Linked DNA regions of Sus scrofa: regions 2, 3 and 4 are each linked to region 1. Evidence: chromatin contacts called from public HiChIP or PLAC-seq data. All regions are on one chromosome and are shown on one strand. The core of a region is the stretch at or near the end of the contact, and the rest is flanking DNA. Distances in the headings are between cores, read along the strand shown. Region 1 holds the start of LOC100524554 (cytochrome c oxidase assembly factor 5). Region 2 overlaps KIAA1211L. Region 3 has its middle 67 kb from the start of CNGA3. Region 4 overlaps LOC110259978 (a long non-coding RNA gene).

Region 1 (2,552 bases), core at 29-2,528:
GCTCCATTCCCCTGGGATAGGGAATTCACTGAAGTACTTGGTAACATCTTCCTAGATGGAAGAGAAAAAACTCTTTTACAAGTTATCCGAAGGAATGGCTGGCTAGCACCCCTCTTCTGAATTATTTAGGTGGGAGATCACTTTACATTTGGGCTCGGATCCTTAAGAAGAGGGCTTAAAAGGGGATGCAGGTGGTTTTGAGGCCGGTTTGGGGGCTGGAGAACTGATTACACTTCAGGCAAGGGCTGCCCCACGCCCTTCTGAACTGTTACACGGTCCATCCATTCCCCACACTTCGCTTCCCTAGATCCTCAACCACGGTCCCAGCGAGCTACTGCTGAGAGCGACAACGGAGGCGCTGGAGGATGAAGTGACCCTCTTAAGAGCAGAGCTAGTGTTGGAAACAAACTTCCAACTCACGTACTCTGGCTCAAAATTCCACCCTTCAATTTTTGCTCTTAACCAACTAAGGCTTTTAGGGGAAAGCCTTTGCTTAAGCCAAACAGAAACCATGTTATGGACGAGGTAAAATAAATGCCCTATCAGACAGGTCCATCAGTGTATAACCAGCACGTAATTCATTCCCTAGAATGTGATGTCAAAACAAACCAAAACTCCAAAGTAAGTGGTTTAGGTGGGGAATGACAGCGTGGGAGTCCAGCCCCCACGCTCCGTGCCAGCAGCTCAGTGCCCAGTTTCACGCCCCAGGCCACCGGGACGCCAGCAGCGCCTTCCAGGCCCAGCTGCTTCCCGCTGACCCGGGCCGCGGATAGAACGGCCAGATTAAGCATAAAAACACTGGGCGCCCAGTTACATCTGGATTTCAAATACAGGAGTAATTTTTAGTATAAGCAGGTCCCAAACACTACGTGGCACATACGCATAGCAAAACATTACTGAATTATCTGAAATTCAACTGTAACTGGCCTCCTTGATTTTGCCTGGCAGTCCTACCACAGGCCGAGCAGCCGGACCTGGGCGCGGTCACTCTAGGGCCAGGTGACCCAGGGCAGTGAGACGGCAGAGGAAAAGGCCCGGGGCGAGCCCAAGACGTGCGCGGAACCGACGATCGGCAGGTCTCACCTAGAGCCCCGCGGCGACCTCCACCCGCTCCAAACTGACCCAGCACATCCGCGCAGCAGCCGAGCTCAGCAGCCGCTGGACCAACTTCCCTTTCAGCAACGTCGGCGACGCTGGAGGCGCACCACGTCACGTGACCCAGTTTCGCCGCGCGTGCGCAAGCGCGGCCTCTGGGTCTCGCCCTCCAAAGCGCGCTCGCCGGAAGTGGTTGCTGCCGGCTTCCGGTTCCGCCCTGTGCGGGGTCGCTGGCGTCTTACCGTGTCGGGCTCGGTTGCAGACTCGTGTGTGTCCCGGCCGCGGCGGGCGGGAGGCGCGGTCATGCCTCGGTATTACGAGGACAAGCCGGAGGGCGGCGCGTGCGCGGGCGTGAAGGAGGACCTGGGCGCGTGTCTGTTGCAGTCGGACTGCGTGCTCCAGGTAGCGCGGCCGGGGGCTCGGGGTGACCGAAGCCCGAAGCGGGAGGCGGGGCCGGCGAAGGGCCCCGCTCAGGCCGCTGGCGGTTAAAAGACGTGCCTCTGAGTTCTCCGACCTGGGTATTGAGCGCCGCAACAACTTAATGAATTTGGGCAAATCCGCTGTCTAAGCCTCACTTTCCAACGGTGTGAAATTGGAGATAAAGATACCTCCCTATTGGTTTTTGTAAAAGGGAAACCGTTTCAGTTGCGAAAATAGGCATTGAATGCTGCCACTCTGCTAGGTTTTGGAGGCATGAAGGAGAATAGACAGGTTTCCTATTCAACTGATAAGAATCAGTAAGTTAGAGCTTGGCACACTGTGTTGGCTAGTAGCTTCGTTTTTCTCTGTTCAGTTGTGGCTGAAAAGATACTATGTTTTGCCTTGTGTTGGTTAGAATTTGTTGTTGAGCTGGAGTTCCGTGCACTCCTGGGTAAGTTGTAAGCGCCTTTTCTCCACTTTGTATCTTAGAGCTCCCCCTACTGCTGGTTTTGTGCGGTAATGGAAGGTTATTCTCAGGTTTTTCCGTCACTACAGCCACAGCTCTTCTCAGGAGCCAATTTGAATGCAGTGGGTTTCAGAGCTGACGGGGGAGCTGGGTTCTGGCCTGAAAACCAATTAAAGCACAAAAACATTTTCCAATTAAAACAGCCTGGTGAGAGGGTAGTCAGTAATTATTTTTGCATTTGGAGATATGATTTCAGAAAGTTGCCCTCGGAGTTCCCATTGTGGCTCAGCGGGTAACAAACCCGACAAGTATCCTTGAGGCTCGGGTTCCATCCCTGGCCTTGCTCATTGGGTTAGGTATCCGGCGTTGCTCTGAGCTGTGGTGTTGGTCCCGGACTCGCCTCGGATCCTGTGTGGCTCTTGATTCGACTCCTACCCTGGGAACTTAAGTGTGCCACTCGTGGGGCCCTTAAAAAAAAAAAGAAGAAGAAAAAGGTTGCCCTTATTTCAAAGAAAAAAATAACTACCCCCAGAGGTTATATCAGGTGTTTCTACTGATTTCTGCTTTACGT
Region 2 (2,552 bases), core at 27-2,526, 220 kb before region 1:
TTCTCCATCCACACCCCCCACAGAGGGCAGCCAGGGACCCTGCTTGCCCCGGTGAATTCCCCTAAGGTTCCCGTGGCTGAGTCATGGTCAGTGCCACTAGAAGGCATCCCACGGGGTCACCAGAACCTGCCGTCAGCCCTCGGGCTGTGTGGATTTTCATTCTTTGAGCAGAAATTCAGGTCTGGTTAGGAGATATGGTTTGGATAACATTTTTCATGGCAGTTAGAGGTCTGATACAATCACCATGATACCTCGTTTTTCCTGCCTGAGCGGATGACCAGACCAGGTGTCTGACCTAAACGAAGGAGAACAGCTCTGATCTGTTGTCTGTCATCATGACATTTGGCCGAAGGGGGAGGGGGCCGGGAACACCCTTGACTTCGTCTAGGCTCCCATAGCCGAGTTTAGGACGATGAGAACTTGCTGGTTTAGGGGTGGGAATGTGAGGCATGGCGCTGATAGACGGCAACAGGGAAAGTTTGACAAGAAGGTGGGGGGTTTCTGACCTCAGCAGGGTGGGGAGCTGATCCCAGAAGGCACCCTCCCCCTTCGCCGTCCAGGAAGAGGACTTAAGCTTTTTTGTGTATAAACAGTGAGGCTCCTGGTGCCACCATTATGATACAATATGTATCATTTATGAACCCAAGTACAGAAAGAATAAAGCAGATGGTCATTTTCCCCCTGCAGACGAGCCTCGCTGTGGGGTGGATGGAGTTGGAGTTATTGGTATCCTGGTCTGTTCGTAGAGCTCCCGCCCCACCCCCCTTGGTGTGCCCTGGCCGAGGGCCATGCTCAGAGAAGCCCTGCAGATTCTGGGCTGCTCAGAAACATATTCTGGGGTCACTTTGACTCCCACATCCGGAAGCCCCCCTGCAAAGGTGGGAGAAGGGGTATTTACCTGACTCAGGTGCAGTTTTGGGTTCCCAGAGCACCACGGACGGAAGGCAGAGGAAAGGGTGTGGTGTGGCCCAGGGTGAATACGCCCAGGAAGAGGGTTCCTGCACCGCAGGCTAGAGAGGGACTCACTCGAGAATGCGGTCTTCAGGGTCCAGGGGCCGGTCAGAGGCCTGGGCCACCCAACCCCTCTCCCACCTCACCAAGAAGGAGGAGAAGATGAAGAGGAAGGTGGCCCATTGCCTGGACTCAGGCCCTCCCTGCACCCCTAACACCTTCACACACTGAAGGGGAAAGCTGACAGGCTGATGGCTGTCTAGGGTGTCATCGTCATGTGACACGCACATCTTTGCAGCCTCAAGGGCAGATGTGACTTTGTGTGTCATGGGCCATGTGGTCGGGGACGTCTCTGTGAGCCATAGTTAATGGACTCACCCTCATGCCTCCCCCACCCTGACCCGGTTCTCTGACTCCCCCAGCATCGTGGACCTCTCCCTTTAGCTGGAAAGGATGGTACAGGAGAGCCAGTAGCTTCTAAGTCTGTTTACTAAAGCATGAGCCCAGCTCCAAACCTGCAAAGTGCCGTGATGCCCAGACTCCACAGTCAGTGCCTGGGAGCCACGCATACGGGCTCACTGTGTCCTTCTCAACCTCTCTCCTTTGCTGTGAAGTTATTTTTTTTTTCAAGGTTCTTGAGATTTTTATCAATTATTGGGCAATAGGAACAATCCTCTAGCTTCATAGGAAACCAAAAGTAAGCCTTTCTAAGACTTAAAAAATATGATCTTTATCATCATGGTTTTGAAGGTACTGTGTCTGTATTTGGCACCCTGAAAGTTTTAGGGGTACAGAAGGGCAATTGAGAGGGGGAAACAATGCACCCTTTAAAATGTGTTTATATAACACATGGTATTTGATATAATGGTACCTTAAACCCCAAAAGGGTGGGATTGTGGGCTGATTTCCTTTTCCTGTTGTGACACCTTTTGCTGGCTACATACTTGAACAGAGAAACATAATGAAGATTATTATGAAAAAAAAAGGTATTCAGTAACAAGTATTTGATGACACTGACAAGGTGACATATCCTGATGGAATGAGTTTTTCAGGAAATTCAGGGAATTATTTTTATTTTATTTATTTATTTATCTTTTGTTCTTTGAGGGCTGCACCCATGGCACATGGAGGTTCCCAGGCTAGGGTTTGAATCAGAGGTGTAGCCACCAGCCTACACCACAGTCACAGCAACGCCGGATCCTTAATCCACTGAGCAAGGTCAGGGATTGAACCTGAATCCTCATGGATACTAGTTGGGTTCGTTAACCACTGAGCCACGATGGGAACTCTGTATTTTTCAGAAAAATCTCACCGTCACATGAGGTAGCAACTGTGATGAAATGGGTTTAGTGATGTTTAAGGTAAAATTACATCTCAGAGGTCCTTGTCTAGGTTTTCTGCCCTTAAGTAGGAAACATGGGATAGTGGGTGGCAAAGGGACAGGTCTGACTTGCTCTGGATGATGAGGGAACTGGGAGCCAGCACAGCTCTGGTGGCAAAAGGTGACGTACCCACCACTGCAGGCAAGGCTCTGGGCTGGATCCGTCATCTCTGGGATCTGTGTCCCCAGAGGACTTGGAGGGGATTGGGTGGGATCCGGC
Region 3 (2,552 bases), core at 14-2,513, 190 kb after region 1:
TTACATCTGATTACAGTCCAAAAATCAGGTCAAGGTCTAGGTCTGAGTTCTGGCTTCAAGTCCAGGTTTAAGATTCAGGTGCAAGGTCTAAAGTTTACTTCCAATGTTCAAGTTCAGGGTTTGGTTCAAGGCCCATGACTATTTTTGAGGTCTGACACTCATATCTAAGGTTGAGGTACCAAAGTGTAGGTCAGATTTGAGAGGTTGAGGGGAGACTAGCCAAGATGGCAGAGTAGAAAAATCCTGAGCTCATTTCCTCTCAGGAGCTCACTAAAATCACAACTATTTGCACTGATGAAAAAGACTAAAACCTATCAGAAATGATCTTTTACAACTAAAGACATAGGAAGGAAGCACAACTAGACAGGAGAGGTGGACTCGAGATATAATCAAACCCTATACTCGTGGGCAACCCACACACTGGAAAATAATTATATTGCAGAGGTTCTCCCACAGGAGTGAGAGTTCTGAGCCCCAACTAAGGCTCCCTAGCCTGGGCGTCCTGAACCAGGAAGAGGAGTCCCCAGAGCATTTAGCTTTGAAAGCCAGCAGGGCTTAATTTCAGGAGCCCTAAAGGACTGGACAGAATAGAGACTTCACTCTTTCTTTCTCTCCTTCCTTCTTTCTTGGCCACACCTTCAGCATATGGAAGTTCCTGGGCTAGGGATCGAATCGGAGCTGCAGCTGAGTCCCATACCACAGCCACGGCAACACCAGAGCTGAGCCACATCTGTGCCCTATGCCGAAGCTTGGGGCAATGTGAGATCCTTAAAGCACCAAGGGACGTCAGGGACGGAACAAATCCGCATCCTTACATCCTTAACCTGCAGAACCACAAGGGCTCTGAACTCCGAGACTTCAGTCTTAAAAGCTGCATACAAAACCTCTCACCTACGCCAGGACCCAGGGCAAAAGCAGTATTTGATAGGAGCCTGAGCCAGACCTACTTGCTGGTCTTGGAGAGTCTCCTGGAGAGGAGGGGTGAGTCGTTCAGCTGTGGCTTACCTGGGCGACATAGACACTGGCAGCAATGCTTGGGAGCATTCAACCAGGTGAACACGCCTGGTAGCTGCCATCTTGGCTAGTTGACCTCAGGGCCTGGCGCCACCCAACCATCTCATTCAACCGCCTATAGGTGCCAGTGTTGGGAAGCCTCAAGCATAGTCCCACCCACTAACAGACTGGCCGCCTAAAGACTTTCCCAGCCCACAGCTGCCTCTAGACACGCCCCTAGAAACGGCCCTGCCTACCAGAGGGCCCAGACCCAGCTCCACCCACTAGTGGGTGGCACCAGTCCCTCCCTTCAGAAAGCCTGCTCTGGCCTCTGCACCAACCTCACCCACCTGGGGCAGACACCAGACGCCAGAAACCCACAATCTAGGCTCCAAAAGCCACTTGCTTTTCTTTGCAGAGAAGAGGCTGCAGAGCTGAGAAGCCCTCCGGAGTGCTCCTTCTGTTTTTTCAGATTCCCTGTCTTGCACCAGAGCCCTCTGCAAACCATCTGTGCCCCAGCGGCGCTATGCAAACCCCATGAGTCTGGCAATTACATGGCATTTTAAAAAACTTTTCTGGAGGGCTCTGGGAGTGTTGCTGGGCTTCAGGAGTGGTTCTCAGAGGCTTCCCCCGCTCGATGGTGTTTGTGTGCAGTTGAGCAAGAGGCAACATCCAGCGGGGTGGGGAGTGAGAGTGGGGGTGGGTGGACAAGTGTTGCTCAAGTTGCTCGCGCGTGATCTTGGAAGGCAGGCTGGACCCGGGGTGCAAAGTGGAATGCTCCTGTTTAAGACCAAGATGGCAGGATATTTCTCGTTTTAAATAGAAAGGAGAGGGGTGCCCCTGCACTCTTGTAATAACTGCAGGCTACAAGGGTGTCCATAGATTCTGGTATTTAGGGTATTTTCTTTTGTGTATTAAAACAATGCTGCACTAAACATTTGTGCAAGTCTCTGGGTACACAAATGTGGAAGCTATCCTATAATATGGAGCCAGAAGTAGGGTTGCTAGGCAACAGGGATGAGTTATCAACTTTTCTAGACAGAGTCACACCCTGAACTTCAGAGAAGCATTTTTCTTCCCCCTTTTACTCATCATGAATTGCAATTCTCCTCTTCCTCAGGGTCTCCAGACCCAGAGAAGGAAGCTGCCTTGGCTTCTATTTGATAGAAACATGGCAGGAGAGTCTGAGAGGAACACGTTTGCCTGATGAAGTTACAAGAGATTCCTGGCCCTGCTTAATGTTGGGAGTTGGTAGCCTCAGATGTCTGAGGGCCAGGGCTTCAGGGGGATGGAGCAGGTCTCTCCCATATTGAATCAGTTGAGTTAAATATTTTCAGATGATCTTTATACTGGTTACTGCCAAGATATCTTTTGTTTAGCCCTGCTGGTTCCTTGAGGTCTGGCTACTTTGGGGCTTTCTAAGCTTGAGGCACTGGAAGCTTCGCTAGCTTGGGTTCCCCAGAGCCAAAGCTCCAGCCTGCTCCTCTGAGGTCCTATCACCTCTCCCTGCCCCCCAACAGTTCCGCCAGGGAACCTGCATCAGTCATAACTTGAGTGGT
Region 4 (2,552 bases), core at 18-2,517, 130 kb before region 1:
TGTGCTGCTATGAACATTGGGGCACATGTATCTTTTCATCAATTATTTTAAAAACATTCTTTAGTGGCACAACATTGTAAACCAACTATACTCAAATAAATTAAAAAATAAAAATAAGTAATAAAACATCCTTTAAGCATTCATGTACCAGGCCTCACTTATGCTTTGGTCTGGGCGCAGAGAGTGTGTGACCTGGAGGTAGGGGGCGGGGGTAGGGGAAAAAGAAAGAGAATGAGTCAGGCCCAATGACTGGAAGGAATATGCAGACCCAGGAAAAGGCCGGAAGCGGGCTGCAGCCTGTGGACAGGTCAGCACCACTCACCCTCACCTTGAGCTGGGTTCCTGTGTACAGCCTTGCCCCGCTGCTTCCTCCTCTCTCAGGATACACCCCTCCTCTGTCCCCCTCACTCTAGCCCCCTTGGGTGCAGTGGAAAGACTCAGAATATTGAGTTTCAGTCTTAGGTGGCCCTTCGCCAGGTATATGATCTTGGCCAAGATGCTCTACTGCTCTGAATGATCATTCTTTTATGTGCAAGGAAGTACCTGGCCAGAGGGGCTTTAGGATTCCTCCTAGCTTCAGGGGTCCCCACTTCTGGGCTTGTGATGTTGGCAGATTTCCCAGCTCACCTCCATAACTCTTTGCCCTGGAGCAAGTGATGTTGAACTTAGCCCATGTCACTCTAACATGAGCCAGTCTAAACATAAAAGGAATGTTTGAAAGCTTTCTACAATTATATTTGGTTTCTGCAAAATCCCTAAGACTCTGTAAGACCATTGCCGTGGTTGGGGGAGGTCAGCATCACGGTCAAGGGTACAGACACCTGCAGGTCTCCTGGGCCATGTTCTAGCCTAGCCACTTTCTAGTTTTGGGAATTTAGGCAAGTTATTGAATGTCTCTTGCCTTGGTTTCCTGCTGTGTAAACAGGCAAAATGAGAGTCCCAAACTTTTAGTGTCATTGTGAAGATTAAATTAATTAATATGTGTACATTTCTTCATGTGATGCTTGGAAGAGTGAGAATGTTCTGGGAATGCTAGCTCTATTTACTCTTATTTCATTCTTATTTGCAATTATAGAAAAATAGCAGAGGCATAGGAATGGCTCAGAATACTAAGCTGTCAAGTCCAAAAGGAGACTCTCAGTAGAATGGAGCTTGTGATGGGGGCGATGACCATTTATCATTAGATCCCCTTTCTCTTGCTCTTCAAATGTGTCTGATCTTAGAAACAAAGCAAAATGACTCCACTCTATTCCTACAAAGCAAGCCCAAGCTGCCTTCACTTCCTTGCCACCCACTCATCCTGGCAAATGGCCATGGAGCCTTTGCTGACCTACTCTGAAATGTCCCTTGTGAAGGTGGCCAGTGAACTCGTTGATAAACCCAATGGTTCCTTCTCAGCCCTCATCTGTCCCCATCTTGCTGGCATCACCTACTCTTTCTGTTAAATTCTCATGTTCATGCCTGGCTCCTGCCAAAGGGCGACACGCCTGCATCTCTTAACAGCTCTGACTCAGGAGGGCCAACGTGGACGTCACCTGCCATCTGACCTTCTCCTTCCCTGTGATCTCTGCCTTGGTTTGGAAAGCTGCCTTTGGCCCCATCACTGGCCTCACAATCTCAAGGCCACTTTTGCCCTCTTCTCAGCTGGCCCTATAGCAGCTCTCCATTAGGATGGATTAACTCTTGCCTGGAATACACACACCCACACACCCACAACCTGCTGCCACCCACTGTGCTGCCTACCACCAGGAGGACCTCCTGACCCTACCCTCTAACCAGTCACTCTCCAGAACTTCCAATGACTTCATATCATCTACTGAGTCAAATCCAAACTCCTACGCCAGCACCAAATCCCCCAACATCCTCCCCTGCAAAAAACACTGACTCCAAACCCCAATCCTTCTTGGCAACCTCATTTCTTGCTCTATTCCCGCCCTTACCTCTCACCCAAAACAAACTGAAGACCTGAGTTCAATTGTGTGTTCCAGAATACCATAAGCCCTCAGCAAACATTTGATGAACAGGAAATAAATATTATATGTTGTCAGATGGCAACTATAGCAAAGGCTGAAGTTCATGAGGAAGAAGCTTCCTAAATATTTGTTCTTCTCTGCAGAGGCCAAGATGATGACTTTTCCCTTAGTGCTAGGAAGAAGAAGAAATTGGCACATCATTCATGGCAAGTTTGAAGCTTTCACTTGAGAAGAACAGTTATTTCAGGTTGCTGGGGAGGAGGAACTTTCACAATTACAATAATATTTGACTGTAAAATGGAATGCCCCTTTATAGGAGGGCAATTGGAACAGTAAATTATAAGGACCATTAGATGATTGAAAGCAACTTAAAAAAAAAAAAACTCTTATCTGATTTTTCTAATAAAGACTCAGTTCTCATTTGAGGCAAGTTCTTTTGGGCACTTTTCCAGTACAATTCCAATTTATTTTTCCATTAACTAGGAGTAGTTCTTATACTTTTTCATTATAAGCCCATGGTGCCACATCCTAGTAGAAATTTCAGAGTCCCACTCCTCAATATTTCTTTATTTCATTTTG

Evidence for each region. HiChIP or PLAC-seq counts read pairs in DNA pulled down with a chosen protein or histone mark.
Region 2: an H3K27ac HiChIP or PLAC-seq map of alveolar macrophages shows a contact between it and region 1. The contact joins the enhancer-like site here to the promoter of LOC100524554 in region 1. A contact is called at or near these places in 4 of 5 promoter capture datasets (fetal liver, fetal skeletal muscle and liver), 29 of 47 Hi-C or Micro-C datasets (adipose tissue, alveolar macrophages, blood and 15 more) and 2 of 2 datasets of contacts at active chromatin or transcription factors (alveolar macrophages and skeletal muscle).
Region 3: an H3K27ac HiChIP or PLAC-seq map of alveolar macrophages shows a contact between it and region 1, with 8 times the contacts expected there. The contact joins the enhancer-like site here to the promoter of LOC100524554 in region 1. A contact is called at or near these places in 3 of 5 promoter capture datasets (fetal liver, fetal skeletal muscle and liver), 24 of 47 Hi-C or Micro-C datasets (blood, brain, embryonic fibroblasts and 13 more) and 2 of 2 datasets of contacts at active chromatin or transcription factors (alveolar macrophages and skeletal muscle).
Region 4: a contact with region 1 is called in an H3K27ac HiChIP or PLAC-seq map of alveolar macrophages. The contact joins the enhancer-like site here to the promoter of LOC100524554 in region 1. A contact is called at or near these places in 17 of 47 Hi-C or Micro-C datasets (alveolar macrophages, blood, embryonic fibroblasts and 9 more) and 2 of 2 datasets of contacts at active chromatin or transcription factors (alveolar macrophages and skeletal muscle).

Annotation. Positions count from the first base shown.
Region 1 is chr3:55,675,764-55,678,315 of Sscrofa11.1, forward strand. LOC100524554 (cytochrome c oxidase assembly factor 5) reads left to right here and starts at 1,279. Exons shown (of 3, transcript XM_005655200.3): 1 at 1,279-1,497. The coding sequence starts at 1,399. It overlaps UNC50 (protein unc-50 homolog), which reads right to left and starts at 1,232. Exons shown (of 7, transcript XM_013987864.2): 1 at 1,084-1,232; 2 at 1-51. The coding sequence starts at 47.
Region 2 is chr3:55,455,840-55,458,391 of Sscrofa11.1, forward strand. The region is part of intron 7 of KIAA1211L; the gene reads left to right. Among named protein-coding and RNA genes, the nearest start is that of KIAA1211L, 110 kb to the left of the region's middle. Within about 2 kb of position 1,277, at least 6 of the 83 cell types and tissues checked have an H3K27ac peak or open chromatin away from gene starts, as enhancers often do. A contact at or near this core is called in alveolar macrophages, where this site is marked.
Region 3 is chr3:55,868,243-55,870,794 of Sscrofa11.1, forward strand. No RefSeq gene overlaps it. Among named protein-coding and RNA genes, the nearest start is that of CNGA3, 67 kb to the right of the region's middle. Within about 2 kb of position 1,264, at least 7 of the 83 cell types and tissues checked have an H3K27ac peak or open chromatin away from gene starts, as enhancers often do. A contact at or near this core is called in alveolar macrophages, fetal liver and liver, where this site is marked.
Region 4 is chr3:55,547,439-55,549,990 of Sscrofa11.1, forward strand. The region is part of intron 2 of LOC110259978 (a long non-coding RNA gene); the gene reads left to right. Among named protein-coding and RNA genes, the nearest start is that of MGAT4A, 16 kb to the right of the region's middle. Within about 2 kb of position 1,268, at least 2 of the 83 cell types and tissues checked have an H3K27ac peak or open chromatin away from gene starts, as enhancers often do. A contact at or near this core is called in alveolar macrophages, where this site is marked.